2 separate regions of the Capsicum annuum genome follow, and region 2 is linked to region 1. The links are chromatin contacts, called in public Hi-C maps. All regions are on one chromosome and are shown on one strand. Each heading gives the region's core, a stretch centred on a gene start, on an enhancer-like site or on the middle of the called end of the contact. The rest is flanking DNA. Distances are from core to core; before and after follow the strand shown. Region 1 holds the start of LOC107848712. Region 2 has its middle 180 kb from the start of LOC107848712.

Region 1 (2,700 bases), core at 63-2,562:
TGGTAAATTATTCAATTAACTTATTGATATTGACAAATCAATTAAAAAGGAATAAAATGTGGATAAAGGAACACAAAAAAGTATGTCAATAAGCGAAAGAATTTTTTAATCATAAATATAATAATTTGTTTACCAGTTGATTTTTTTATTTACCTTTTGTTTCTTAAAGTTTTTTGTTGATTAATTGAATGATTTTTCTTGATAGGATGAAATAGTTTACTATATGAGTGTTTAGTGTGAATTTTTTTTTGAAAATTTTTTTAAAGAATAAATTGTTACTTACTGATCTTTTTGTGTTCTATATGCAAGCAAAAAATATTTTTCTTAAAGCATTTGAATATATAAACAAAATAATAAGCATGAATAGTTATAGAGTGTTTAATATTATGGTTGGAGGAGGGCGAGGGGGGCAGGGGATCAAGGTGGGTCGATTGGGTGGGGGTGGGCCAGGTGAGGGGTGTAGGGGGTACAGGGTAGGTGGGGTAGTGGGGGTGGCTAGATAGGGTAAAATTATTTTTCTTCAAAAAAAAAATAGGGATGTGGGGGGTGGTGGTGGTAGGAGATGCCGTAGAAAATAATATTTATTTTTTTATTAACGAGCAATCTTATAAATTGTATGTGCATAACTTTTCAATCGAAGGTAGTAAAAGTTAAAATTTGGAATAAAAAATTTTGAAATTTGATACAATCGAGTTTTTTTTAGTGCAATTAATTATTGATTTTGATTTGTTAGATTAAAAAATTTAAGTTTGAAACAAAAGATAAAAAATGTAATCACATATTGGTCAAAAGTATAAATATAAAAGTCCAACTACAAAACAAAAAATTATTTAATATTTTATACCTATTATTTTTGAAAACCAGCAACAAAATATGATAAAACTATTAATTTCATTCTTTTTCATATCAAAATATCTAAAATAGCCGGGACTACGGTTATATATTAACAATTAATTATAATTTCACTATTAAAAATTATAGTTAATATTTCATAATCAATTTTAAAATATGTAATGATACAATAATTATTTTAAAAAAAATTAATTTAATTATTTCAAATGAATAAGAATATTTTAACGATACTTTTATAAAGAAATATTCCACGCATCGCGAGGATACTTATACTAGAATTATTATATAGATATAGATTATAGATAAATATTATTGGACATTTATTTTTAGTATTGTGCACAAGTGTTGTAGGACAGGGCGAGAAATTTAACTTTTAATTTTATTGCATTCCACTAATTGATTTGCTTAACAGAAGAATCGTATAAATAATATGCCTATGCAGAGATGTGTCACAACGGAGCTCACACGGAATTAGGATCTTCATTCTATTTTTTAGGTCTATAGACTATAATAGACAAAACTAAAAGTTGGATTTATTGTTGAAGATTGCAACATGATTCTGTAACTAAGTTACCTGAAAATAAAATAGTAAGATACCAAAGTTTGGTTAACTTCATTATGTAGTTGTCTTCCACCCAATCTCTCTTAACATGTCTACATTTGAATCACCTATTGTGATTTGGTTTTGCAAAACAGTGCTAATTTGTGGGGTAGTCCTATACGTGGCCACCATTGTCTTTCTCAATGTATGTCCATCTTCCGATCTTATCTCTTCTTCAAAATTCACAGTCTCTCTTCCTGATAATTCTCAATCAAATGCATCATCAACTGTTACACAAATCAGTATTAGTGACACTAACATTAGTCACCTTGTTTTTGGACTTTTGGGATCAGAAGAAGCATGGCACCATAGAAAACCTTATATTGAATCTTGGTGGAGACCAAATGTTACAATAGGACTTCTTTTACTAGATGTTCCTCCTCAAGGCGAAGATCTTCTCCCATGGTCCTTAAATTCACCGCCTTATAGATTATCAGATGATGTCCCGAAACTTGTTAATGAAACTAATCATGTTGATCCACGAGTTTTAAGAATGGTTCATGGTATTATGGAGGTTGTTAGAGAGGCACATGAAGGGGTAAGATGGGTAATTATGGGGGACGATGATTCAATATTTTTCGTGGATAATATGGTTGATATTCTTGGGCAATATGATCATACGAAATACTATTACTTTGGAGGACACTCGGAATTTATAATTGCGAATTCTTTTTTCTCATTTCATCAAGCTTTTGGTGGTGCTGGAATCATACTGAGTTATCCATTGGCTAAAGCATTTGCGGAAAATGTGATGTCTTGCTTAAAGAGATATGCTCACTACAAATCTGCTGATAAAACTACAATGAGTTGCACAGCTGATATTGGAGTCAATCTTTCTCCTCTTCAGGGTATGCATCAGGTATAAGTTTTCTCTCAAACATCATCGGAGAGTGATTTCTCTCCTTCCTCTAGATCCTCAAAAGTCGAACAAAAATGTCAAAATTAAGACTTGTCTACTCAATAGATAAAAATAGATCTATACTTTTCTGAATTTTAGAGATTTTCCTTTATTAAAATTTCCGTTGTAGCAATGTCAAAGGACACCAATTGATTGAAGGTGTCTCCGCCATTTTAAAGGTCAGAGAAATGAAAACTACCCATTAAGTTATACACATCTTTTAATTACTAGCATACATTGAGTGTGAAAAAAATGTTTTATCAATTATTTACATTTATTAATTTTTTGTTTCTTCTTTACAACAGATTGATCTACGAGGTGATCTAACAGGATTTCTATCATCCCATCC
Region 2 (2,863 bases), core at 193-2,692, 180 kb after region 1:
CCAGTATATCTACGATCTTCATCATACAAAAAAAGTTAGAATATGTTTTTGCATAACAAAATTACTATCTATCCAGTGACAAGTAATAGTTAAATATTCATTTTTATTAACAACACGATTAAGATCAGAAGTTAGAGCCATTCTACATTGAATATTTTTTAATAATGTAATAAATAAAAAAATATTGTGAATGAAGTCTAAAAATATCGGTCCGACAAGTATTTTTAGGAATACCATTAAACATAGGATTATAAATTGCTTGAATATAATGAATAAAAGCATCCGAAAAAAGAAAATTGAAAGGCAAACAACCCACAACTATCATTTTTACTATTTCTTTCTGATCCCTTAATTTATTATACTTCTTAATTATCTGACCGATTGCTGGGTCCATTCTAGTTTGTGTTGGCCCACCAACATCCTCACCACCTCATGCAATAAATAACTCTCTTTCGTGATTATCATTTATATGTCTCATTAACGTACCTGTATCCCCTTGATTGCCTCCTCTTTTATGCTCATATACTTATTGTCAAAGATTGCATTGCACCTTAGTTTTTCCTTCTATACATGTAAAAAATTATCATGCAATACTAGTTGTTCTACGAGCTTTTGGGGCACGGGGAGGACAGGGAGGGAGATTAACCGATTCAAATCTAACATTAGCATTTCCTACTACGGGTGTCTCACTAATATTTTCATCATCTTCTTCTAAATTAACCGCATCTAGTTCATTTTCTTCTTCTATACCGTAATTTTCCTAAACTTCTGCATAATCCATATCGTGAGCACCTGCACCTACTTCTTTCTCAAAAGGTTGACTAAGCGATACCGGAGCCGGAGGCACACAAGTATATCTACTACTTGAGCTTCCTCTACCGCCAGTAATTCGTTTTTTACTATTACTACCACTTTCAGGACAAAAAATTTTGACACTTTTACTGAGGTTTCTTAATTTATCTATAATATAAATCAAACTAAGAAAAATTCAAAATATACAAAAATAATAAAATTAAATATTCAAAAATTAATATACTAATTAAAAATTAAAAGTAAGAAATAGAATGACAATACCAAATTTTGAAAGTATCCAAAAGTTACGACTTTAGAAACTTCTACTCGTACTTTGTAATCGCAAAATTAAAAAATAAAATTAAGTACTTTAGGAGATATATAGAATATTTGAGAGAGGATGAGATTTGAGAGAATGAAAATTGTGTGGAAAATGATTTGAAAGTGTAGGGTATTTTTAGAAATTTTTTTGGGTTTTAAAAAGTATTTTTAATTAATCTTTTTTAAAGGGTCAAAATAACCGTTTTAGGGTCCAAACGGACATATAGCCGTTTGGCCCAATGGTCGAAATCCGATTATTTTCTTTTTAAAAAAAGTGAACCGAACCAGGTTAGTTAATCGATGGGTCTAAACCGAGTTCAGTCCGAACTGAATTAATCGGATCCAAAAAAAATTTAGCCCAGCTCGGGATCTACAGCCTTAGGACTGATTGGGCTAGACTTTTTATGTGGGCTGGGTCGGGTCGAGTCAAATCGGCCTGTTTGGCACCTTTAGATACAATAGGTGTTAGTAACGATTGACCAAGTTTATGTTGTTAGTAACGATTTTCAGTATTCACAAATCAGAAATTGTTGAAATCCGCATCTCATTCCAGATTAAATCACAATAGTCAGAAAGTTGTACTTATCTACACTGAATATTTATACAAAATCAATCTACGCTAACATGGTAAAAGGATTTAATAAAATAAAAATACATTCACTATGGCTGGGAGATGATTATGAATGTTTAAAATCAGTAATGCATTCATCAGTTTGATATAATTAAATACCTATCATGAATAAATTTATATCCTCATAAAAATATTAAAAATATATATTAGATAGAAAAAGGATCCTCTGCGGTACGGCTGTGTTTGTAGCGAGAAAAATGTTTTTCATAGAAAAGACAATTATAACTTTTTAAATTGTTAATATTTTAGATAATACAAGTGTTTGATATGTTAAAAAGGTCTTATCCCAAAAAATAGTCTCAAATATATCTGTATTTTTGAAAAACTTAGTTTTAACACCTTTTGAATTTTACGGGAATCCTATGATCTCCCTGAACTATTTATTAATGTATTTTAGTGATATTTATAAGTTTTTCTAAGTCGGAGGTCTATCGGAAATAGCCTCTCTACCTCATCTGAGGTAGTGGTATGGTCTGCGTATACTCTATCCTCCCCAGACCCCACTATGTAGGAATACACTGAATATGTTGTTGTTGTTATTGTTGTAGTGACATTTATAAGTTTAATAAAAAAATGCTATTTTTATAAAAAGAATTTAGCGCAAATAAATGTCAATAAAATATGCTAATAAATAATATAGGGAGCCATAGGATTCCCGCAAAGTTCTAAAGGTTATAGGACTCCCGCAAAGTTCAGACGTGTTATAATAAATTTTATCAAATTTTAAGCATATTTGAAAGCATTTTCTCAAAAAAAAAATACATGATATCTAGTAAAAAACTATGAGGATAGAATGTGCCGTAAAAAAAATAAAAATACATGATATCTAGTAAAAAACTATGAGGATAGAATGTGCCGTAAAGTGGGAGTTTGAAGATGGCGGGTTGGGGGTGGGATGGTTAAGGAGTGAAGATTGGAGAATGGGGAGGAGATAATGAGCTTGAAAGATCACCTATTAAAATTTGGTTACATTACTTCCTCTAGAAAAGTTATTTTTTTTATTTATAAAAAACTTTATAAGAAAATCAAAATACTTTTCAAAATAATATTTTCCTCCGTGCCAAATGCATCTCCATTAATGTATAATGCAATTTTGGTTTCATGGTACGTGTCTATTAA

What was found. Hi-C and Micro-C count contacts between places; a contact is called where the count stands out from the background.
Region 2: a Hi-C map of leaf shows a contact between it and region 1, with 1.6 times the contacts expected there. The contact joins the enhancer-like site here to the promoter of LOC107848712 in region 1. A contact is called at or near these places in 2 of 5 Hi-C or Micro-C datasets (leaf and placenta).

What each region holds. Positions count from the first base shown.
Region 1 is chr11:188,540,857-188,543,556 of UCD10Xv1.1, forward strand. It overlaps LOC107848712, which reads left to right and starts at 1,313. Exons shown (of 3, transcript XM_016693480.2): 1 at 1,313-2,312; 2 at 2,657-2,700. The coding sequence starts at 1,503.
Region 2 is chr11:188,722,094-188,724,956 of UCD10Xv1.1, forward strand. No RefSeq gene overlaps it. Among protein-coding and RNA genes, the nearest start is that of LOC107848712, 180 kb to the left of the region's middle. Within about 2 kb of position 1,443, at least 1 of the 5 cell types and tissues checked has an H3K27ac peak or open chromatin away from gene starts, as enhancers often do. A contact at or near this core is called in leaf, where this site is marked.